Regions from separate parts of the Mus musculus genome. Here all the other regions are linked to region 5. Evidence: chromatin contacts called from public Micro-C and promoter capture Hi-C data. All regions are on one chromosome and are shown on one strand. The core of a region is the stretch at or near the end of the contact, and the rest is flanking DNA. Distances in the headings are between cores, read along the strand shown. Region 1 holds the start of Sfxn1 (sideroflexin 1). Region 2 holds the start of Spin1 (spindlin 1). Region 3 holds the start of Secisbp2 (SECIS binding protein 2). Region 4 holds the start of Gadd45g (growth arrest and DNA-damage-inducible 45 gamma). Region 5 holds the start of Auh (AU RNA binding protein/enoyl-coenzyme A hydratase). Region 6 holds the start of Sema4d (sema domain, immunoglobulin domain (Ig), transmembrane domain (TM) and short cytoplasmic domain, (semaphorin) 4D).

Region 1 (3,713 bases), core at 593-3,092, 1.1 Mb after region 5:
GAAAACCAGTCAGGACATTGGGTCTTTGCTTTCTCTCTCAGTCCTTTTTCAGTCTGCTTTAGAATCAGACTAAGGACATATGGAAGTTCTGAGTATAATGAATACCATTGAAAATGTCTGAGAAATATTGCTCCAAGCTCTGCTCTCCATGTTTGTTTTATGAATTCACTTGCAATTGAGTTAGTTTTCTGTTGTCTAAGGCAGTGTATCCTACTGCCTTGTGATGCAGTATATTCAGGAGCCACAGGTATGGTGGGGAGGTTGGGCAGTAAAAGAATTCACGCAAGACAGTACTAGGTATAAAGGGACATGTTTAACGAGCACGGTGCAATGGGACAAAGCAGTAACAGACAAACTATCTTCTTGGCTTAGACCAGTTTTTAATGTGGGGACTGTCTTGGTTTCTTTTTCTGTTGCTGTGATAAAACATCCCAACAAAAGCCACCCAAGGGAAGGAGGAGTTTATCTTAGGTCACAGTTGGAAAGCACAGTCCATCACCCAGTGGAAGTCAAGGCAGCTGGAGCTTGAAGCAGTGGATCAGAAGGCTCCAAGGCAACAGCTCTTTTAGACCTATGGGTATTTAATTTGATCAGTGTGGCCTTGGTCACATCATCCACACTCAGAAGGAGCACTGCTTTTCTTTACAATGTTAGTAGGGCCTTCTGGGCCAGTCTCCCACAGTAGAAGCCCCTAAAGGTAGAAGCCTGATCCCCACTCCCACCCCCCATGTTCCCCTCTGGTGACCTTTTTTTTCAGCCTGTCCTGGATGTCTGATTGGCTGGATGGAGCTCCTCATTGATTCTGGTACAAACACATCCTTTCTTTTTTACCATTCTTCTGTGTTTGTAACTGTAGGACAATCTACTCCTTCAAAGTGTTTTAGCTGTTTTGGGCTCTTTGTTTTCTCATATACGTTTTACAGTCACCTTATTGGGATACAGACAGACACACTCAATGGGCGCGCGTGTGTGTGAGCGCACACACACAGAATCCAAATTCAGTTCGGAATCTCATTGCTTGTAGAGGTTATTTGGGGTAGAATTTCTGTCTTTAAAAAAAGGGGGAGGGGATTTATCTACCTGTGCAGAGAATGCAATTCGTTATTTGTTGTATTGTGCTGGCCTTCAGAATGCGTCCGAGATTCTATGCTTCTCTCCTCATCGTCCAACCTGGTCTAACCAGGTCCAACCTGACTAAGCTCATGACCTCTGGTCTGCACCTCCCCTATGGTCCCATCTCTGTCCAGCAGCCAGTGACTCTTTTGAAGGTGGCACTTGTATTGTCTAGTTTTTCTTAGAGGGCTGGCTGTGCCAAGCTCCCCCATTTTAAGAAGCATTAGGGGCTGGCGAGATGGCTCAGTGGTTAAGAGCGCCGACTGCTCTTTCGAAGGTCCCGAGTTCAAATCCCAGCAACCACATGGTGGCTCACAACCATCTGTAACGAAATCTGATGCCTTCTTCTGGAGTATCTGAGGACAGCTACAGTGTACTTACATATAGTAAATAAATAAATCTTTAAAAAAAAAAAAAAAAAAAAATACCTAATAAAAAATGGAAAAAAAAAAAAAAAAAAAAAAAGAAGCATTAGCCCAAATGAATGGAGGAACAATGATGATGGGTGGTCTTCTAAAAAAAACCAAATTGAAAAACAGTGGCATTGACCCGGGCTGCGGCTAAGATGAACTTAGGAGTTCTCAGTGTGGCCAGAAGCAGAAGCGCGGGCACATGGGGCGTGCGCAGACTGCGGAGCTCAGCAGCCAAAGCCATGAATGACACCGAGGCAGAGGCAGGAACCTCTGGGCGGGGCCGCGCGTCGTGAGCGCGCGTCGTGGCCGCGCTCCTGGGGGCGGCGCGCGGGGCCGCGGCGCTTCCGGCAGCTGGAGGCGGCGCCGAACGGGACCGAGCGGCGCGGGTGGCGGCCGGGTAGGCGGTGAGTGGCGGGGGGCTGCGGAGCGCGCGCGGGGAGCCGGAGGCGCGCGGGATGGCGCAATCTCGGGGGCTGCAGGGGACCCAGTAGGGTCCACTGTGCGCGCTGGGGTATGCCTGAGGCGGGTTACGTACGCCCGGGACCTCGTGAGTCCGCAGCTCTAGACTGGGGCTAGGGAGGCCTCAGCGTGGAACTGATCTTGTGGAACAGATGTGAAAGGGGAGCATCACGCACCGTGCCACGCGTCCCTAGCCACCGCGTGACGAAACATGCTGGGTGCAGGCGGCCAAGATGGCTGCCAGGGGACTGTCTCCACGAGGATGGGCGCGCGCAATTGCCAGGTGACCAGGTGGCTCTTAGTAGCTGGGACCCGGAGGTCCGCGTGGAGATCACTTGGTGGCCGACCTCCAGCTCTTAATCTCTTCAAGGGACCGAAGTGTCCCAGGTAGAACCGTGGGACCCTCACCCTCAGCTCCCACATCGTGTTCCTGCTGATCATCTCAGGTTCAACCGCCTCCAGAATGACAATGACCACACTAAGGTCTGTGCCTCCGGAGTTAGATCTCTGACTTTTGTATTCATCCAATGCTGCCAAATCCATAATCCAGATTTGAAAACTGAGGCATTAAAACTTGAATAACTTGCCTAAAGTGTCACAGCTGGCCAGGGAGAAGAGCCAGGCAATCCGAGTATATATATTGTTTCCACTTTGTCCCTCAGTGACGATGTGACGATTGAGAGACCTCGTGGAAAAGCGTAGTTCTGCTGGATTTCAGAATTTGGGCCTTTACCCGGGACTCTCCCTTTATAGTTTTCTCACACTCCTGATCCCTCATCTGCTGCACCTACTTTGGGTGCCTCTAGTCAGCAGCTCTCAACTGTGGTTGCATATCAGAAGTTTACATGACGATTCATAACAGTAGCAAAATTATGTTTATGGAATGGCAACGAAATAATTTCATAGTTGGAGGAATCACTAAACCATGTATTAAAGGCTACAGCATTAGGAAGGTTGAAAACCACTGCCTAGATTTTTCTCTCCGTCCTTGTTCCAGGCAGAGGCAGGAGTAGAGAGGCGAGCACTGAGGTAAAGAAGAGGACTTTGTGGGTCTTAGAATGCTGGACTCAGGCTTGCTGTGTGAAGGAGAGCTGTTTAGAGGACAAATGGAAGTTCAGCAGGAAGTCCCAGAACCTCAGGCCACCCCTCCCCACCCCCCACCCCACCCCCCTCCCAGGACTGAGGTTGTCACATTCACAGCAATAACAGTGTTTGGGAAGAGTTTGTTAATTCCCACCCAGCTCTGATAAGGAATTGCTCCATCTGTGTACTCAAGGGTGCAGCCAAAGGTCTGCAAAATGGAGAGAGTTGTGCTTAGTTTTCTGTAAAAGTTTGGTGAAACTATCCCGGGGTGTGCAGCAAAAGCTGGCTGAGAGGAAGCATCCCCTTTCCCCTCCTAACTTCTGCCAAGAAAGCTGTGAAGACAGCCAGGCCAAAAGGACTCATAAAGCAGTGGGGCCACTTTCTCTTTTATCTAAACTGTGTGTGTGTGTGTGTGTGTGTGTGTGTGTGTGTGTGTGTGTGTGTAGGAGGAGGAGGAGTAGTAGTAGTAGTAGTAGTAGTAGTAGTAGTAGTAGTAGTAGTATATATGTAGTATATGTCTGGGTGCAAGTGCTCTTTAGAGGCCAGAAGAGGGCATCAGCCCCCCCCCCCCCTGGAATTGGAGTTACCCACAGTGGCAAACTGCCAGATGTGGCAAATTCAGGTCCTCTGAAAGAGTAACAAGTT
Region 2 (4,090 bases), core at 523-3,022, 1.8 Mb before region 5:
ACCATTTGATATGGATCTTTGAGGTAAAAAAAATATACCTTTAATCCAGACCTTTTGAGGTGGGAAGAGACACGGTTAATGTGGATCTTCTGAGGTAGGAAGACATACCTTTAATCTGGGGCACACTTGTTGGCAGCTTATTTAAAGGACACGGAATAAGGAAGTTTTTGCTCTTTGCTGTCTCACTAGCAAGTCCATTCCTTCACTCACATTATAGCCTGCTTGAGATTCCAGCGTATGCTGAAGACCAGATGAGACATTCAGCTTTCAGTACTGAACAACTACTGAATTCCTGGACCTTCTGTGGGTAGACAGCCATTGCTGGACTAACTTGATCAAAGCCTGTGAGGTATTCTAATACATACTCTTTCCATATGTATATATTCATTTTGTAAGTTCTGTTCCTCTAGAGAACAGAAAAAAAAAAACAAACCAAAAAAAACCAGGCGTGTCACCAAGGAAACGGAAGTGTTCCATACTGTCACTCCAGCCTCCTTCCCTATCACACCCTTCCTTGTTCCTGTCAGCCTCCACGATCAAACATTAAACACAACAAAAGCTAATCTTCTCTCAGTGATCTCCAGGCTGGCTGCATCTCTACTGAAATTAGCCCTCTCTTCGGTCTGTGACTACGTTGCTCCTGCCAAGAATGTCATCTGAGACAAGCATTTTAATTTGAGCAGGCACATATCAATCTTATTTTGAAAAAAAAAAAAAAAGTGCCAATGGAATCCCAAAGAGCACAGCGAACTAAGAGCCGTGCTGCAGGTTTGGAGTGCGCAAAGGGCTTTCCAATAACGTCTTGTAATTCGACCTGGCAACACTCTGGCAGGAGGCTTATTACAATGCGGCAGTGCTACAGCACTCGAGGAACCAGGTCGGTGACCGCCTGGATCCAGACACTGGGTTAAAGGAGGGAAGGAGACCCAGACGAAGCTTCAGGTCCCGTATTTCACTTCCCCTCAAACCAAACCATCCCGGACGTTTTCTTTTTCTCTCTTTCCTTGCCCACAGCCAAACAGATCCTCAATAGGCGATCTTAACTGGAACCAGAGTCGCACGGATTCTCGTGCGATCGTGGGAAGTCTTGGCTTGCAGCCTCGCGAGGAGCCCGGGGTGACTTCTAGAGCAGCGGCTGCAGCTAGGCCAAGGCTAGGTGTTTGCAGCAGCCACCCTCAGCAGGTGTTCGCAGGAGGCCCTGAGCTTTGCAAGCTGAGCCTAGTTCCTCAGCCACTGCGCAGTGCGGCGTACAGCAAGGCGGTGTGTCTTCAAGGGAGCATGGGGGAGCCTATCCATATTTTTAAAGGGCTCGCGTCCTGCAGTCCAAAGCTGCTGCTCCGCAGGAAAGTGCACCTGCGCGGCGCACGGTCATGTGACCTAGCCTCCTGCATCTCCGCAGCTAGCCAGGCAGCTACCCGAGACAGCAGACGTAAGGTCCCAGGACAAAGAGTCAGGATAGCTCCTGGAAGCCGTCCTCCCGTGCAAGAGTAAATACCAACGCCCGCTACTCTCCGTTCGTCTTCCCGACCCTGCTCCGCTTGTAAGAGAGGCCGGCTCTACGCCAGGCCCGCGGCTCCCCAGCGTGTACCTCGCCGCTCCGGGTGCGCGCCCCACCCTCCAGGTGAGCAGCGCCAGGCCCCGCCCCCGCCGCCAGGGCCCGCCTCCCACCCGCGCCTGCGCAGTGCGTCCGGCGGCGCCGGGCGCCGGGGCGGCGCGGCCGTCGCAGTTCGGCGGGCGCAGTGCGCGTGCGCCGTGGCGGCCGGGGGGCGGGCGGCGGCCGCGGCGAGGAGCGGGGGTGGGGAGGCGCCGTCTGGCTCGGGCTGGGCCGGCGGGGAGCACGAGCGAACCACGGCGGCCCCGTGGGCAGCCTCGGTGGCCGACAGGTGAGACGCGCGTGGGGCTGGCTGCAGGGCCGTGAGGGGGGAAGCGAGTGGGCCTCTCACGGCGCGCGGACCCAGGTGAGCATAGCCCGCGGGGCCCCGGGCGCATTGTCCGCGGGCGGCGCCCCTCAGCGCCCCCTGCCGGCCGGGCTCGGTGGGGCCGGGGCGCGGCGGGCTGGGGCCGGGGCGTGCGCGAGTTCCTTTGTTCGTCGCCCCCGCCCGGTCCCCGCCGCCCCCGCCAACATGGCGCTCGCGGGGTCCCTGCCCCAGCCCCGCGGCCGCTTCCCGCGCGCTTTGTTCCGTGCCGGGCGGGGGGCGGGGGCGGGGGCATTGCGTAACCGGGCGGGGGAGGGGCGTGGCGGGACCCCCGCGACGGGTCATCCCGGTGACGCCCTGCCTGGGGGGCTCGGGGCGCGGGCCTGCGTGACCTTGGGTTTGCCTCCCCGAATGCGCCCGATAGATGTGCGGTGCGGATACTGCGCAGCGCCGGGGGTCGCGGTCCCTGGCGGCTTCCTGCACGGATGGTGCGTTCTGGGCCTTTCCGGGAGGCGGGGGGTGTCGGGTTGAGAAATGGCTTCAGTCATCCACGACGTTGCCTGCGCATCTCAAAGTTTGTTTACGCAATTGTTTTTATATTGATTTGGTTTCGATGGTCTATGAATTGGGTTTCGGGTTTTGTAAGGATTTTTCTCTCTGTGTGTGTGTGTGTGTGTGCGCGCGCGCGTGCAGTCTTACTTCTGGTTTAAAGGCTTGTTTATTTATCGTGTACATCCAAAAGCAATACAAGATTCGTTCAAGTGTTGTAAAGGATTTTAGTGTGACTAGCGAGAAAGATGGTATCCGTATCGAAATGCGAATGCCTCACTAACTTTCCTTGGAATTTTCTGGAAGAAGCTGCAGCCTGAAAGGATTGATGGAGAGTAATTGCCTTCTGCATAGCTTTTGTTAGAGAGTGAAAATGAAACCGGATCTTAGACGTTTTTTTACCTATACATCCTGAGCGCACTTCTGAGGTGGTGAAATTTTGGAAAGATAGAAGAGGCACATCTTTAGCCTTTTTAACCCCTTCAGTATTAGTTAATGGGTGAACACGATTTACAGGATGTCCGTTATCAGATTTGGTAATTGTGTATTAACGTAGCCTGCTATGTTTATAAAAACGTGTAGTGTTTCTCTCAATAAGTAAAACGAAATTAGCTTTAAAATCCTACTTTGACATGCCTAAGAAATGGATCAAGCAAAAGGCTTTCAGTCTAAGTGAATTTGTATGAGGTCTCCTGTACTCTAGACTGGCCTTGCGCCACTCTCCTTTTTCCGCCTGGAGTACAATCGAGTGAGGGGCTGTCTTTTTATACTTAGGATTTTTGAAATATATGTGTGTGGATGTTTTGTCTGCATATTTGTCTGTGTACCACATGTGTGTCTGGTGCTCAAGGAGTCCAGAAGAGGGCTCTGAACTCCCGGGACTGGAGTTAGACAATGGGAGTGCTGGGAATCAAACACGGGTCCTTTGGAAGAACAGCCAGTGAGTGCTCTTAACCGCTGAGCCATGCTTAAGGTTTTTTAAAAATAGATTTTCACTATGGAATTTCTCTAGTCAAGCCCACTTTAGTGTTCAAAGGAGGTGCTTTAAGCCTTTCTGGGATAGCTAAGCTCTGATGCTGCCCATCTCTTACATAGGATAGGGTGGTCACCCTTCACCAGGCCTAGTAACAGGATTGTAACCCTAGTTGTTGAGGAGGGTTGGAAGTTTAAGGACAGCTTGTATAATTTAAGGTCCTGTTTCAAAAAGTCAGAAGTCTGTGGTAGAGCAGTTGTCCTGCACATACATGTTGGACTCCAGGTTTTGCCTCCTAGTACAACAAACTACCTACCATGTAAACGTTCCTTAAATAGAATAGGTTGTTTTAGGGAATGAAGGCATTTCTTTCATGTTGTGGATACACCCCCAGCATGTGCCCCCAATCTGTGGATAGAGGCTGGGTGGCTGTTTAGGTAGTGTCTTTAATTGCCAGCTCCAGAGCAAACAGCAGTCTGAGGCGGTATGCTCGGCCAGCCCTGTGCCTGAGGCCCTGCCGGTCTGTCATTCTGAGGGATGAGGTGCCCTCTTCTTCTCTCCTTAGGATCACATTTCACATTTTCATTTTGGGAACTCTGAAAAATACTGCTCTTAGTGAGCCTGGGACTTCCTTTTATGGGGCAGTAGAGGG
Region 3 (4,005 bases), core at 197-2,696, 1.3 Mb before region 5:
TACTATTTATTACACCGACAATTCATTTTGAATACTTCAAATAGTGACATGGAACTTAATATTTTCTTTCCACAGAACCGCATATTCTTCTCTTTAGACGACCTCTTCCAAAAGAACAACAAAAATGAAGTGCAGCTGGGATCATCTAATCTTTTTCAAATTTAATGTATATGTGTATATAAGGTAGTATTCAGTGAATACTTGAAAAGTGTACAAACCTTTCATCCATACCTGTGCATGCGCTGTATTCTTCACAGCAACAGAGCTCAGTCAAATGCAACTGCAAGTAGGGTTGTTTTAAGTTGTTCAAGATAGTTTCTTGTAGTTTTTTCTTAATATAAATGCCTGTTTTATTTTACCTGTTTTGTTAAATAAAGTTTGTATATTGCATTTATATCACCATTGTTGAAATTAATTTGACTTGATTATTTTTACCCCTGGGGAAAATAAACATACTTGAAAAAGAAATATAAGAAAATAAACATACTTGAAAAAGAAATATTAAGCTCCAAATGAGGATATTACAGCTTTATTGCCAGTTTACTTCCTAAATAACTTTGGATTCTGCAAGTGAACAGAAAAACCCACCGCTTGATAGTGTCCACAAGTCTACAAAAAGTCTAGTGGTTTCAGAGAAAAGTATCTTAAAAGTTCAGGTGCCACATTCGTGCATCTTGTGTGAACCAAGAAATTAAGCACACATCAGTGGATAGCCATAAAAAAAAGTATGAGTGGCCAGAAACAAGACTGTAGTTAGACATTAGCAGGGGTGATTTCTCATTGAACACAGTAAACACTACAGAGCCACAGCCTTCCATGTGTGGGATACACTAGACCTAACAGGGCTACTGACCATGAACTGGCACTGGTGTCTTGCTTGAAAAAAAGGGCTGGTGTTTAATTCTAACCCTACAGACTGACTCCAAGGCCTGTTTGCCAAATGCCCCCACATTGCAGGCGACCTTTTTCTGTCCTTCGACCTGTTTCTGTGCTCTTGGTTTCATTTTGGAGTTGTGTTTTGCGAGAGCTTCCTGTTGTCCAGGCCCCAGCAGAAGTCTCACATAGCTAAACATTTGACTCCTCTTAGTTCCAAGGTTCTTCATCTGCCTGCAGGCACCCGCCATGACATCCTACTAGAAACTCCACAGGAGCAGATGCTCCTGGAAGCTCACCACTGAGCAGGTCTGCCGGCCTCACTCTTACTAGGAGTCTCCCTCCTGCACTGCATCAGTGCGGGCGCCCAGAGCCTGGCCTCCCCTAGTGTCACATCACCAAGCCCGCCCCACGTAAGAGCTCAGCCGCGCCCTTCCTGGCCCACCACAAGCCACCCCCTAGAGCTGTCGCTGCCCCAGTCTTCCACGTGCGGCTCCGGAGGCCCGGGACGCCGAGCACTTCCGGCAGGGAAGGCCTCCGTCGCGCCTCGGTGACGTACGTCCTGGCGCCGCCGCGCAGGAAGGCGGAAACGCTGAGTCGTTGGTTAGGCGCGCCGCTAGCTTCACGGCGCGGGCTCTTCCGTGGCCGCCATGGCGTCGGAGCGGCCGCGGGAGCCGGACGGCGAGGTAAGGGGCGGGCTGCGGGTCTAGGCACACGCGCGGGGCCGCCGGGCCTGAGGTTCGGGGATGGGGGGCTTGACCACCCTCTCACGGTTCGGCCAGCGAAATGATAACACATAGGCTACCTACGGCCTCGGGCACCTCGCACCCGCGTCCGCGCCTGCCATGACCGCTAGATGGCGCGCCGGCCGTCCCAGAAATCCACTCTAAATTGGCCAAACGCGGTGATAAAAGTTGTCAGAATAACCCATACTCTGCGTTCCAAGGGCTCATGGCTGTGGGATGATTTTTCTCTCAGAGGTTCCGTGTGGTTTACTAACTACAGATGAAATATGTGGTGATTTTTGTTGAGAAGTTAGATGGCAATAAATGTCAGCGGTGTGTTTTACATAATAACTTTGAGCGTCCTTTGGGTATAGTTTAGCGACACTAGGTACAGGGTTCTTATATATCTCATGTATAAAGATGGAAGAGGTAAAAATAACTATCTTCAAGTTTAAATCCTCAGAAGCATTCCGAGTTGTGGTTCTTGTTATATAACAAGGTTGGGGTTTCCTTCGACTTTAATTCATTGTCCTTTTTTCACATGTAAGGTCCAGTAACCTTTTTTTTTTTTTTAATAATAAAAACATCAGGGAGATATTGTTGCCAAACACATTTTTGTCTTTGCACTGCACCTTTGTAATCACCAATGGGCCTATCAGAATGGCGCACCTTTCTTGTGGTTTGTATTTGATGGCATTTGGCGAATCTCAGGAGCGTTAAAGCCCATCCCCACCCTCTCATCCTCAGGATAGCATCAAGTTGTCAGCTGATGTCAAACCATTCGTCCCTAAGTTTGCTGGGCTCAACGTGGCGTGGTCAGAGTCCTCAGAGACACGTGTCTTCCCAGGCTGTGCGGCCACCTACTATCCATTTGTACAGGAACCACCAGCAGCTGAGTATGTATTTTCTCGATGCCTTGCCTCATGCAGAGGGTTTCTCTCCCAGAGGTAGTGATTAGAGCCTCACACACTGAAACATACATAACATCTTACAGGACGGCTTGCAGGTGAGGAAAGGAGGCTCTTCAACCAGCAAAGATTGGGCTCTGTAGCCTGACTAAATTCTGTGCAAAAACTTCATCCAGGAAGGGACCGACACTACGGAACTTAGAAAGTACAGTTGCAGGGTCATTTGTTTACAGTTGATACTGGTTCACGCGTGTAGGGACTGAGGATGCTGCTTTGCCATTTGTCAGGCCCTGGGCTTGATCTTCAGAGCTACCAAAGCAAGACAGAACCAAACAAATTCACATTTGTATTGGGAAAAGAAACGGCAAGAAGGAAGGGTAAATGGGAAAAGGACAGATGGATGAAGGATCAGATAGATAACATGCCAGGCTGGACAACTTAGCGAGACCCTGTCTCCAGTGACAGAGCTCCGTGGTGCAGCTCTTTCTGTCAAACACAAGGCCTCAGGGTCAATCCCCAGTCTACTGAATAATTACCAAGGTGCCCATCTTTTACGGCTCCTGGCCTCCGTGGTGTGCAGGATCCTCTTTGTACTCTGGCCTTCTGGGCAGCATAGTGCAGGATGTGAGGGGCTGAAAGGGCAGGACTGGAGGAAGACTGTGCAGGCTGTAGTGCAACTCCTCAGCCAAGGGAATGGCCTTTCGGCTGTTGTGTCTAGGTTGCTGAGACACTGTCAGGTACTAAACCAGCAGTCGGCTGCAAAACTGTGGGAGCATGCCCTTGCTGTGCTGCCATGGCATCTGAACTTACTTTTTACTTGAGATTACCTTTTCTGTGGTGCCATAGGAGGAAGCCACGGCCTTGTGCGTTTTATGAAGGCTATCTACCGTTGAGCTCTGTTACCCTGGTCCTAGTTCATTCGTTCAACTCTATCAGTAGCCAGGCAGTTTTGGCCCACACCTTTAATCCTGGCACTTGGGAGACAGAGGCAGGCGGATTTCTGCGTTCGAGGCCAGCCTGGTCTACAGAGTGAGTTCCAGGACAGCCAGGGCTACACAGAGAAACCCTGTCTCGGAAAAAAAAAAATCAGCAGTATTCTTTGCAGGAAGAAAAAAAGAGGTCCTGTTTGGATGGGTGGGTGGGTGGGTGGGTAGGTGGGTGTGCGTGCATATGTGGGGGGGGTATGTGTGGTAAATGCACATGTGTGCACTTGCATGCGGAAGCCTGTGGCAGAAGTTGGGTCTTTCCTCAATTGTTCTTTTATTCTTTGAGAAGCAGTCTCACTGAAGCTCAAGTCCCTCAGTCAGCGAGACTGGCAGGCCAGTGACCTTCAAGGACCTGCGCTCCCCCTCTGGTTGGAGTCCCAGAGCGCACTGCCGTGCACTGCTTATCACACTGGCTCTGGAGCCCAAACTTAGGGCCTTGCGCTTATGTGCCAGGCAGGCGCTTTACTAACAGAGCCAGCTCTCTAGCCCTCATTTGGTTGTTGATAGGGGAGT
Region 4 (3,965 bases), core at 878-3,377, 1.1 Mb before region 5:
GCACTTGGGAGGCAGAGGCAGAGGCAGAGGCAGAGGCAGAGGCAGAGGCAGAGGCAGAGGCAGAGGCAGAGGCAGAGGCAGAGGCAGAGGCAGAGGCAGAGGCAGAGGCAGAGGCAGAGGCAGGTGAATTTTTGAGTTCGAGGCCAGCCTGGTCTACAGAGTGAGTTCCAGGACAGCCAGGATGAGAAACCCTGTTTCCATCACTTAAAACGTATTTTAGTAGGAAGGGGTGTTAAGAATCTGAGAGACCTTGCAGAGGAACCACAGGGCCGACACCTGCAGTTCTCAATGCAGCCTCTGGGAGGCGCAAAACGCCGGCCCCTCGCCTAGCCTTTGGCGTTGGCAAACAAGCAGCTTCCCCTTGCAGCAAAAACGTCCTTTAAGGAGTTCAAAAATTAACACTGAATGATCTATATTCACCACCCACCTGGAGAACGCTCCAGTAGAAAGGAGAAAATCCACTCTCTCTCTCTCTCTCTCTCTCTCTCTCTCTCTCTCTCTCTCTTCTCTCTCTCTCTCTCTCTCTCTCTCTCTCTCTCTCTGTGTCTGTGTGTGTGTGTGTCTGTGTGTGTGTGTGTGTGTGGGTGGGTGTGTGGGTGTGTGTGAGTTTTGCCTCAGTCTGGCAAGCTTCATGAACGCCCTTTGCCCTATCCAGTCTCCCAGGCTTCACTCAAGAATCTCCAGAAGTCCCCTAGCACACTTTTCTGTGTTAGCACAGAGAGACGCAGACGCCCACAGTGTCGTGTTCTGCGGGCGAGCAGTCTGGAAGCCTGATGTGCAGGTCCCACGGGACAAACGATAAGTTCAGAAAGCTCTCAAGATCACTTCTAATTTTATTACGTTATCAGAAAAGAACCTCTTGAAGAAACATTTTTAAGTAGTTGAAATATTTCAAATTCTCATAAGACAAACGGATTCTTGGTCCTGGGTGGCAGGCTCCTTTCGGTCTCCAGGCCCGGGCGCCCGGTGCAGGCGTTACCCTGATTCTAAATGATGCGCATAATAGCACAGGGTTCTCGGTGCTTGGGGTGTCCCAGCTCAAACCCCCCTGAGAGGTCAACGCGAGGCAATATTTGGTGGGTGGATGAGAGGATCTGGATTTTTCTAGGTCGGCCGGTAGGCGGCGCCCTGGGAAAAACAATGTGGAACAGCCGAGTTCCCGGAGTCTGAACCCCGGAACCTCTGGGGTTTGGGGCACAGTAGCCTTGGTGTACAGCTCACTCTCGAGCTTAGCACGCGTGCATCAGAATCCCAGCAGTCAGAATAAGCCTAAGAGGTGCGCACCCAGTGGCGGGGGAGCGGCACGCTGCTCCGACCCCCACGCGCCGGGCAACCCCGCGACCCCGGCTCCCGACGGGGCTCGGCCCACCCCACCGGCGGCAGGTGGACAGTGTTGCTATGAAAGAGAAAGCGTCGATTGTCCCCACCGCGAACTGCCACACGCCAGACCTCCTCTTTTGTGTGCCCCGTATAGAAATGCAAACGAGCCGCGTGTGCCGGCAGCAATCTGCTGGTCCCTGCTGCCCGCGTCCCACAGCGATCTGCTAGGGGTAGGGGTGGGGGATGGGAGGGCTTAGACCTTGCAGCCGCGACCCCGAAAGGCGCAGAGTCCTGAGTCCCTAGTGGCAGCCTAGGCCTAATGTCAGCTGCAGTTGCAAACCTTTGACTTTAAGTTTCGGTTTCGATGTAACAACCCTATAAACTTCAAACTGAAAATTGAGGAAAAATTAGAAAGGTCGCAAAAAAAAAAAAAAAAAAAAGAGCAAAAAAAAAAAAAAAAAGAGGGGGCTTTTACATTCTCCAAGTGTGCATTCTACAAATTCCAGTATCGTATCAGCAAACAACGTACTTTTTTTTTAAACTTTTTCCTTTTAAGGACTTACAAAAAAAGAAAGGCGAGATGAAATCTGCAGGCTCCAGTCTGCCTGGTAACACCCTGACAAAAGCGGCAGATTTGAGGCTGTGTCATCCCCCGCACCCCTCCCCACGTGGCCTTCTGGCACGAGCCGCAGGCCTGCCGCCTCATTTGCATCAGAAAGCGGGCGCTGGCCAATGGGAGTGCAGCCTCCCGCCAGCTGGCGGCGGCGCGCCGAGCCTGTCTATAAAAGGGCTCTCCCGGCCCAGCCTGGCGCACTCGCTGGTGGTGGGCGCGCATCGGACTCTGGGAATCTTTACCTGCGCTCGGGTTCCCTCCGCACTCTTTTGGATAACTTGCTGTTCGTGGATCGCACAATGACTCTGGAAGAAGTCCGTGGCCAGGATACAGTTCCGGAAAGCACAGCCAGGTGGGTTTTGGGGTGCCGAGAGTTGGCCTTGTCTGGTAGTGGTCTTACAGGGTCCTCTAGGATAGAAGTTTGCAGGGTGGGAGCCGTGCACTGTCTGGCTGTGAGGTGCCGAGGCGCGGGACCAGAATTACTGCATTCGATTCGTGTCTAGAGCTAGAGTTTGGGGTGCCAGCACCTGATCGTAGTTGGGGAGCCTGATATACGGGCGCCAGATCAGAAGTAGGGAACTGGGAGTGCAGGCGCCAGGTCGAGACTGGGTGATGGGGAATGAGGGCGCCAGATCATGACTAGGGTGCCAGAGGTGTGGGCGTCAGGTCGGGACTGGGGATCCGGGTGTGTGGGCGCCAGGTCGGGACTGGGGATCCTGGTGTGTGGGCGCCAGGTTGGAGTTGGGAGGCAGGAATGCTGGCGCCAGGCAGGTCTAGGCTAAGGGGCCAGCTGGGACTTGGAGGTCAGGGCAGGGATCTCTCCGTCGCGTCCCCGTGCTGGTCCCCACTCACGGCGCTTGTTCTTTCACAGGATGCAGGGCGCCGGGAAAGCACTGCACGAACTTCTGCTGTCGGCGCAGCGCCAGGGCTGTCTGACCGCTGGCGTCTACGAGTCCGCCAAAGTCCTGAATGTGTGAGTGTAGAAAGGCCCCGCGTGCAGGGATTGGGGTTGGCGCGGCGCGGAGACCTGGGGGTGGCATCGACTCTGACCTTGTCCTTCCCATCTGCTCTGCAGGGACCCTGACAATGTGACCTTTTGCGTGCTGGCTGCCGATGAAGAAGATGAGGGCGACATAGCGCTGCAGATCCATTTCACGTTGATTCAGGCGTTCTGCTGTGAGAACGACATTGATATCGTGCGCGTGGGAGACGTGCAGAGGCTGGCGGCGATCGTGGGCGCCGACGAAGAGGGGGGCGCGCCGGGAGACCTGCATTGCATCCTCATTTCGGTGAGTGTCCCCCACTGTTTCCCTACGCCAGTCCCCCAAACCATCCTGGCCAACGACAAGCATGGCTGACCCATGTATTTTTTTTTTTTTTAAATTCAGAATCCTAATGAGGACACATGGAAGGACCCTGCCTTGGAGAAGCTCAGTTTGTTCTGCGAGGAGAGCCGCAGCTTCAACGACTGGGTGCCCAGCATCACCCTTCCCGAGTGACAGCCTGGCAGGGACCTTGGTCTGATCGACTTGGTGACACTCTAGCGCGCTGCTGGCTCTGGAGTGGCCCTCCGAGGGCGCTCGAGTGCGCGTGGAGACTGGCAGGCGATGTTGCCTGGAGAGCGAGGAGCGCGGCCTCCCAAGAAGGGGGTCTGGCGGCAGCGGGGACACCTTGTTCCGAGCCCAGGACTCTGCCAGTGTCCGGAGAGGCTGCTAGCACAGGAAGGCCTAGGCGAGGACGTTGGCCCCAGGGCCGGGAAGAACCGACCAGCGAGGCAGGTGTGACTCAGCAAGCAGCCTTCCAGTGAAAGGAGGGGAAAGAAAGGCAGGCGACCGCCTGGACTTGGTACAGCGGCAGGAGCGGCCACTGCAGGAGCGAGCTGGACTTAGCCGACTGCACTGCTCTTTCAAAAAACGGATCCCGGGCAATGCTTTCATTTTCTAAAGGACGCTATCGTGGAAGCTTTGAATATCACAATAAACTTATTGAAACAAACTTAATGCCTTTTTATTGAGGGTAGGGGATTCTAATG
Region 5 (3,588 bases), core at 668-3,167:
CTGTCTGTCTGTCTGTCTGTCTGTCTGTCCATGGCAAGCCACTAGTAACTAAACCAGTGACAATCTGATTCAGTGTCCCTGTACCACCCACCTTTCAGAGACTCCATCTGCAGTACCCTGGCTCCCGCATCTTCCTCTGCACTACTTATAAGTTGGCTCAGACATAAAAAGAAAGCAAAGCCTGCACCGTCACTTCTGCCAATCCTCAAAAGGATGCTGGGTCAGTCGTTAGGCCAGGATGTCCTAATTACTGATATCTGCCTTCAAGATAAACATTACAGTTTATCGAAATATTAAATAATCTTCCAAGGGCTGTATCTTCCCCTGCAGTCCAATCGCATCCCAACTTAAAGACTTCCAGGAAGTTCTGTGTGAATGTGCGTACAAACACACACGAACACCCACTAAAGCATATACATACAGCTAACAACGCTCCCAACCCCTTCATAAGTAACACACCCCCGGAGCATATAACATAACTGAAACGCCAGCAAAACTAAGCTTACCCAAAAAGACTGGCATCCAAGGCTTTAATGATTCCAGGCCTCTAAGGCCCCAGCTTAGCTTCCTACAACTCTGTCACACCATACTTGTCTTCTGTCATTTCCCAAATAAATATCTCCATCATTTTGACCATTCCGCTGTCTCAGAAGGCTTGAACGTGCAAGAAACAAAATGACTCCGCATACTTCTGAGCGCCCTGCAGAGGCTGCTCAACCCTCAATACACAGTATCCTTCCCATCTCCACAACCACCTCATGGAGTGCCTATCATTCTGCTTGATATATTCGATGGGTGGAGCACAGGGAACTTTGCGTCAGAACTGTCAGTCTCGTGTTGCCTACAGAATGCCTTGGAGTAGACACTGTGGTTCAGCCCTGTGATCCCAGCACTCTTAAATCTGGGGATCTTAACTTCCAGGGCAGCCTAGGTTATAACAGTGAGAGATAAACCCTGCAGGCATTTCGGGGTTCTCAACAAGCCTTGAAGCAAGCGTCATCTGACCTTCAATACACAGGAGAGCTTCTAAAAAGACAGCCATACTGACTTATTTTCCACTTCTTAACAGATTCCAGCATCCAATAAATGGATGTCAAAATGCATTCAGTGGTCCTCTCTTCCTTCTTGGGCAATACGTTCTTCCACCTTCTCAATCACTATAGTTAAGCCGACACTGCAACTAAAGGAAACTCAATATTCCTCTGCATCTTACCTTTTCATAGCTTTCCACCCTTTGCCATGCACTAATATATCTGTCTCCTCCCACTGTAATCAGCCCAAGGGCAAGATGAATAGCCTCATTATTTACCCCCCACGGAGCTCAGCAAGGCAAAAAATTTAAAAAGCGTTCAAAATTCTTTAAGTGAAGTGCAACAGCCCCCCAAAACTAACTCTCCGAGATAATATGTGCAAAAGAATGCTTCTAATTTAAGCTTCTCTCGAGTAATAAAAAGGCATCCCCGCTGCAGCTCCTACAACTCTCGCACTGACGCCTGGGGTAGCAGGGAGCTATTACACAGCAAGAAGCAACCCTGGCCCTGTACTACACGCTCCGCATTGACCTTGGCTGGAGAGACCCCAGGCGCGAGCATCATCACTGAGCAGGCTGAACCCGGAAGGCCACCGTACCCTCGGGGACGCAGTGACAGCCGGGGCAGACCTCCGCGGCCTCGCCCGCGCTTGCCTGCAGCTCACCTCGGTTCTCCTCCTCCAGGTGCCGCACGCGCAACTCATCCTCCGTCTTCACCTCCGAGCTGTAGCCCCTCCTCGGGGCGGTACCCCTAGCCCAGGCCGCGGGGCCGAGCCGCGCGCAGCACGCGGCCACCAGGCGGACGCCAACCGTTCTCAAGGCGCCCAGAGCGCCTGGAGCCGCCGCCGCCATGTTGTATGTTTACAGCGGGCGCCCGCGGCCAGGCTCCGCCCCCCGCTTGGAGCCGCGCACGCACACGACAGGCGTCGGTCGCTTTGGCCCCGCCCCTCGTTGTCTGGCCCCTCCCAGGCACTCTTTACCTCGGCCGCCCGGGTAGCATTAATGTTTTGCCAGCTCAGAGAAGGAGAGGCATCTTTAAAGTGTGGAAACGCTTAAATGAAGAGGACAAGAGGGTCTTGCCTCCATGCACTTGGTCCATAGTAGGCTTGTGACTGACCATCCCGGAAGGAAGGAAGATACTCGAAAGACAGACCCTTGTTCCCCTCCTCTGTGTATCATCAGATTGTTAAAATCCACAAGGTCTTTAACAGTGGGGACTCCCACCTGGCGGTGGTGGCACACACCTTTAGTCCCAGCACTTGGGAGGCAGAGGCCAGCCTGGTCTGACAGAGACAGAGAAACCCTGTCTCAAAAAGAAAAAAAAAAAAAAAAAAACAGTGGGGACTCCCTCCTCTCTTCCCTGAATCCCAGGTGAAGATGGGGAAGTTTAGGACCAGTCAGAGGAGGAACTTATCTTTAGACAGAAGCCTCACACAAGTTGAAGTAGAGAACCAAAATCATGCATAGCCAGGCCCAAGTTAATGTGTGGTCCCTTTCATCTTTGACCCAGCACTATCTGTGAGAAATTTAAGCTTTTCCTTCTCCACTGGGGGGGGGGGCGGGGGGGGGGTTGGGAGTGGAGGTTTTCCAGTTCCCTGAGGAGCGAGCCTTCCTAGTCTGAATCTAAAGGAAGAGATAGAATGTCTCCTTAGAGTATTCCCTGTCCTTCCAGACAAGCAAATTACACTCTGGCCATATAAATTCCGGTATAAGGACTAGAGAGATGGCTCAGTGGTAAAGAGCACTTGCTGCTCTTCCGGAGGACCCCCAAGTTCAATTCCCCACACCTGCATGGCAGCACAAAGTTGTCTGTAAATCAAGTTCCAGAGGATCTGGCACCCTCACGCAAACAAGCAGGCAGACCACTAAAGCCCAGAAAAAGAAATCACTATTTTAAAAAGAAAGAAAAAGAGATTCTGTATAATTACCTTCAACGTCCGAAGCACATGTCCCTTCGGTGTTCTGCCTGCTGGCTTTGGTCCAAACGGAAGAGAGCCAGTGGAATCCTGAGTGTCTGCTCGCTGGGGAGGTTGTTGCTCTTGAAAGTTACATTGTGTCTTTTTTTCTAATCGCAATGTTCCTTTCGCTAAGCGTTGAGATTGTTACTGTTACTGTTTCTCCAACTTAGTTTTGAAATTTCTAGGCAGAAAGGAGGTGTCGGGGTAAAAGGGAGGCCAACTAGTGGGAGAGATAGGGGTGGGGGGAGAAGGGAGGAGAAAGGAGCAAGAGGAAGAGGGAGTAGGGAGAGAGAGCACTTGATTAAGGATGAAAGCCAGCCAGCATGGTGGCTTCTAATTGGTGGGTTTAGAGCAAGCCCCTGGAGTCCGGCTATGGTGAGAGGGTCATCCCTGCATCCCTGCCTCCCTGCTTCCCTGCCTCCCTGCCTCCCTGCATCCCTGCCTCCCTGCATCCCTGCCTCCCTGCATCCCTGCATCCCTGCCTCTCTGCATCCCTGCCTCCCTGCCTCCCTGGCAGTCAACATAGGGTGTGACAATCAGTGAGGACAGTGCTTCAGGCTCTCCCAGTGAAGGCAAGACAGACATCCAAATTGAGCAAAT
Region 6 (3,976 bases), core at 547-3,046, 1.1 Mb before region 5:
CAGCCAGAAGTCATTGGAGTCTATAGACAGAGGGACTTCGCAGCTCCATTTCAAAGGACAGACTTAAACAAGCCCATCACAGGAAGGCAGCCTCTGACTCTTGCCCTGGCTCCAGGTCGCACATCCATCGTGCAAGAACGGCAATGCCACAACTGGTATAGGCAACGTGTGTCTGTTTCTTTGGTTTACTTGCTGTGTGGACCAGCCAGACCTAACTGAGTCTTATGGTCAGGAAAGACAAGCTTTGCCCACACCAACATCCCTGCTCACTATTCTATCCATTCCGCTTCTCAACAGATGATCGCTCTGACGTGATGCACACAGACAGCAACGGTCAAAATGACAATCAGGCCATTATAGTCGCTACCGGGATCTACCCCCACCTCTGCCCAAGACTGCCTGCTTCTGGGACACTGTAAACATTCCCAAATAACCCTGCCTGCCTGGGCAGACAAGAGACAAGTCAGACGCCAGGGGCACATATGAAGTGACAGACCGCTGGTGTCACTTCACCCTCCTGGGAAGGAAACTTCCGTTTGGTAGCGCCTGGTAGACCCACAGCTGGGTCAGATGGCTGGCTACAGGCCCCCAGTCCAGTGAGAGGTTGGGCCACCCACGGGCCTGGGCTGTGCTCCACACAGTGAGGGTTTTCAAAACAAAAGCAGGACAAGTTCATGTGGCAAATGACCCAGTATGTAGGGGCAGGCCTTCACCACATGCTTCATTGAAAGCCAAAACTCCACATTCACCCACAGAGAGACTAAACAGAAAACATATAGAGGGCAGCTACGTGCTCAGCGCTGTTTTGTTTTTTGGCTGATTTTTTTCCCCAAGCCATAACTGGCTGAGCCCCAACAGAACCAGCCCCCTGCAAATCATCGGGCGCCAGCAACAGGTGCAGCTCGAGCTAAAGCTGGTGGTGGTTCCGGGCGGTTCTAGAATAACGCAGCCCGAATCTTCCAGGAAGCCACCGCCTTGCAGTGCCCACTGCCCGGCGGTGGCAACCTCACCGCGGCCGCACCTGTCTGAGTGCACCGCGCCACATCCGGTGCACCCGAGCCAAGGCCTGGGAGACCGAAATAGAAGCTGGTTAGGCCGGGGCTGGGAGCCCGGCTACGGGCACCGGGCCTGACCTGGGAGGCACCGATCAAGGAGTCAGCACCCGGGGGTCCCAGCGTGCAGGGCCTGGCTGGTCAAGTCGCATCCGCTGCCTGTCCCGTGTCCCTGCTCCAGCCACCTGCCTGCCAGGGCCTGGCGGGAGCTAGGGAAGGGACGCCGGAGAGAGATCCGGGCTGGGGTGGAACTGCAGAGAGGGTCTGGAAAACGCGGTGGAAATGTAGAGGGGGGTGAGGAATCCGGATGGGACTCAGAGGGGACCCAAAGGATCCTGATGCGAACGCAGAGGGAGTCCGGGGGCATCCAGGTGGGAATGCAGACTAGGTCCTAGCGGTGTGGGAGAACCTGGGGAAGAAGCTCGGAGAGGGATCCTGGGAGCCCCGAGGGGGTCGCAGGAGAGGCTCCAACAGGGTTCCTAGGTTTACCGCGGGGGCTCGCCGCGCTCCGCGCACCTGCCCAACCCCGCGCGCGCTCCTCCCGCGCCGGCCCAGTCGCTTACCTGGAGCGCGCGTCCGACCCGCGGAGGCTCTCGGCGGGGGCTGGCCAGGCCAGCTCCGCGCCAAGAATGGCGGCGGCGTTGGTGGCAGCGACGACAGAGGCGAACGGCGCCAGGAGCTTGAGTCGGGGAGGCCGGGAGACGCGCGGAGATGCTGCGGCGCGAGAGGGAGCGGAGGCCGGCGTGGGGAAGGAGGGCGCGGGGCTAGCGTGCAGGCCCCACCCCCTCTCCCTCCCTTCCCGCCTCCTCCCCTCCCCCTCCCGTCTCTTCCCTCCCTTCGCCCCTCCCCCTTCCTCCTAGTCCCTCCTCTCACCCCAACCTCTCTCCCTTCTTCCTTGCCCTCCCGCGCCCCGCCCCTGTCTTCACCTACCCCAGTCTTTTTCTCCTGCTCCCCTCTTGTTTCCTTTCTCCCTCCCTTCCTTTCCTTCCCCATTTACCTTCCACCACCTCTTCCTCTTTTCATCCAACTCCCTCGTCCTCTTCCCCCGTGTCCCCCCCCCCCCGTCCCCCATCCCCCAAAGCCCCATGGTCCAGACCCCAGGGGCTCTTTCCTACCCAAGTCTGGTCTCTTGAAAACAGAGGAGATTACCAGCAAAAGGAGCCTTTTGATCCTTTCAGCCTCCTAATGATCCAGCCTGCTCGTCCAGGTCCCCAAAGTCTCCTGTGCCCCATGCTCTGGGGTCACCAGCGTTGACCCCAGAGATGCTGGGCTCTTACCTTTATGATCTAGGATAGACCCTTTGGGGTTCTCAATGCAAGGTGTGGGTGGTTCTTCCCATGGACCAAGGCTTCCTGTATGCAGCTCCCGATGAGATACATTTCTAACTAATTCTGGGCCTTCCGAAGTTGGTTGGTACAAAGGGTAGACATAGCCAGGTCCTTAACATGCTTTCTGAGGTTGGTGCTCCAGAACCTATGATTAAAAAAAAACCCAGACAGTGGTGCTTTGTTGTAATCCCAGTGTTGAGGCAGAGACTATTGGTGGAACCCTGGATGGAGTTCACTGGCCAGCCAGCCTGCCTTACTTAATCCGAAGTCAGACTCAGATTTCAGTAAGGGACCCTGTCTCCTAAAACTAAGTGGACAACACCTGGGTTGACCTCATGGCATATTGCATGGGTACACACACACAGACACACACACACACTGCAGCCACAGGGCATGTCCTTTTCTGCCCTTGAAGGGAGAAGTGACCCTCAGTTCACACAGTAACTGGCCAGGTGGGAAGTGCTGCCCAGAGACACAGTCCCTCCCTAAAAGGAAACCCAGTTCCTTAATGAACCTGCCGGAAGAACCAAGAAATAGATCAAGACCAGTCTCTAGGCAGACTGGTGGCTTCCTGAATTCCAGAAGGCCCTTAGGGGCTTCCAGCAGGGATGAGGCTGTTGGGAAGGCAGGCAGCTGACAGCAGTTAAACTGAGCAAGCCCTTCCTAAAGGATAGAAGGTCCTAGAAAGAACCAGGAAGCTTCTTCAGGTTAGGTGTGCCAGTCAGTGCTGGCTCAGAGAGCACAATAGGCCTACTAGAGGTCAAAACAGTAGAACCAACCAGAGGAGGGTCGGTTGTCTTTGCTCTAGGGCTGTGTTTCTCAACCTGTGGGTCAAGAACCCTTTGAGGGTGGGAATTCGAAGGTCTTGTTCACAGGGGTCACCTAAGACCATTGGAGAACACAGATATTTACATTATAATTCATAACAGTAGCAAAATTACAGTTACAAAGTAGCAACAAAACTAATTTTATGGTTGGGGAGCCATCACAACAGGAGGAACACTATCACAGGGTCACAGCATCAGGAAGGTTGCCGACCAGTGCTCTAGGGGGGCTCATAACCTGCATTGAATCTAGAACCTGACAAAACTCAGCTGGGGGCTTGCTTCCAAGTTGACCTTGGGCCTCAGTTCTCTTTTTTTGTTGTTGTTGGTGGTGGTGGTTTTTGTTTGTTTTTTTGAGACAGAGTTCCTCTGTGTATCCCTGCCAGTCCTGGAACTCACTCTGTAGACCAGGCTGGCCTCGAACTCAGAAATCCGCCTGCCTCTGCCTCCACAGTGCTGGGATTAAAGGCGTGCGCCACCACTCCTGGCATGGGCCTCAGTTCTCTAATGAGTTCCATGAGAGAAACAGGTGAGAGACCTTGACCTATTCCACTCTCTGATCCAAGCACTGACAGGTAGATCTACCCTGAAGAAAATTCCCTGGCCAGGGAACAGTGGGTAAAGTTTGTTGAGTTCTGCCTCCCAGTTCTGTGATGGTGACCATTCCAAAGAAACAGAGAGGATGCGTCTCCAACCTCTCTTCCGATTCTGAGTGTTGGTCCACCACTGTCTTGGTCTTATAGGGACCACAGTGCTGCAGGGACAGGTTAGT

The links. Promoter capture Hi-C pulls out the DNA fragments that hold promoters and counts their contacts. A called contact is a pair of places that touch in the nucleus more often than the background predicts.
Region 1: a contact with region 5 is called in a Micro-C map of the G1E-ER4 cell line, with 3 times the contacts expected there. The contact joins the promoter of Sfxn1 here to the promoter of Auh in region 5. A contact is called at or near these places in 1 of 39 promoter capture datasets (liver) and 2 of 484 Hi-C or Micro-C datasets (both in the G1E-ER4 cell line).
Region 2: a contact with region 5 is called in a promoter capture Hi-C map of pre-B cells, with 2.1 times the contacts expected there. The contact joins the promoter of Spin1 here to the promoter of Auh in region 5. A contact is called at or near these places in 1 of 39 promoter capture datasets (pre-B cells) and 2 of 484 Hi-C or Micro-C datasets (CD4 T cells and CD8 T cells).
Region 3: a contact with region 5 is called in a promoter capture Hi-C map of pre-B cells, with 4 times the contacts expected there. The contact joins the promoter of Secisbp2 here to the promoter of Auh in region 5. A contact is called at or near these places in 9 of 39 promoter capture datasets (the C10 cell line, HPC-7-derived erythroid cells, cranial neural crest and 5 more), 3 of 484 Hi-C or Micro-C datasets (CD4 T cells and pre-B cells), 2 of 115 datasets of contacts at active chromatin or transcription factors (embryonic stem cells and large pre-B cells) and 1 of 9 other capture datasets (liver).
Region 4: a contact with region 5 is called in a promoter capture Hi-C map of pre-B cells, with 11 times the contacts expected there. The contact joins the promoter of Gadd45g here to the promoter of Auh in region 5. A contact is called at or near these places in 12 of 39 promoter capture datasets (the C10 cell line, the HPC-7 cell line, HPC-7-derived erythroid cells and 7 more), 4 of 484 Hi-C or Micro-C datasets (B cells, the G1E-ER4 cell line and pre-B cells), 3 of 115 datasets of contacts at active chromatin or transcription factors (astrocytes, forebrain and large pre-B cells) and 2 of 9 other capture datasets (liver and pancreatic islet).
Region 6: a promoter capture Hi-C map of pre-B cells shows a contact between it and region 5, with 2.3 times the contacts expected there. The contact joins the promoter of Sema4d here to the promoter of Auh in region 5. A contact is called at or near these places in 3 of 39 promoter capture datasets (liver, neutrophils and pre-B cells) and 3 of 115 datasets of contacts at active chromatin or transcription factors (the 230-238 cell line, astrocytes and regulatory T cell precursor).

The regions. Positions count from the first base shown.
Region 1 is chr13:54,070,003-54,073,715 of GRCm38.p6, forward strand. It overlaps Sfxn1 (sideroflexin 1), which reads left to right and starts at 1,843. Exons shown (of 11, transcript NM_027324.5): 1 at 1,843-1,930.
Region 2 is chr13:51,099,108-51,103,197 of GRCm38.p6, forward strand. Spin1 (spindlin 1) reads left to right here and starts at 1,773. Exons shown (of 6, transcript NM_146043.4): 1 at 1,773-1,883. It overlaps 9430083A17Rik (RIKEN cDNA 9430083A17 gene), which reads right to left and starts at 1,620. Exons shown (of 1, transcript NR_029463.1): 1 at 1-1,620.
Region 3 is chr13:51,650,262-51,654,266 of GRCm38.p6, forward strand. It overlaps Secisbp2 (SECIS binding protein 2), which reads left to right and starts at 1,447. Exons shown (of 17, transcript NM_029279.2): 1 at 1,447-1,559; 2 at 2,346-2,494. The coding sequence starts at 1,524. Cks2 (CDC28 protein kinase regulatory subunit 2) reads left to right here. Exons shown (of 3, transcript NM_025415.3): 3 at 76-401. The coding sequence ends at 128.
Region 4 is chr13:51,844,548-51,848,512 of GRCm38.p6, forward strand. Gadd45g (growth arrest and DNA-damage-inducible 45 gamma) reads left to right here and starts at 2,128. Exons shown (of 4, transcript NM_011817.2): 1 at 2,128-2,285; 2 at 2,805-2,906; 3 at 3,009-3,222; 4 at 3,322-3,928. The coding sequence starts at 2,233. The coding sequence ends at 3,432.
Region 5 is chr13:52,927,760-52,931,347 of GRCm38.p6, forward strand. It overlaps Auh (AU RNA binding protein/enoyl-coenzyme A hydratase), which reads right to left and starts at 1,918. Exons shown (of 10, transcript NM_016709.2): 1 at 1,696-1,918. The coding sequence starts at 1,882.
Region 6 is chr13:51,791,882-51,795,857 of GRCm38.p6, forward strand. Sema4d (sema domain, immunoglobulin domain (Ig), transmembrane domain (TM) and short cytoplasmic domain, (semaphorin) 4D) reads right to left here and starts at 1,797. Exons shown (of 16, transcript NM_013660.5): 1 at 1,616-1,797.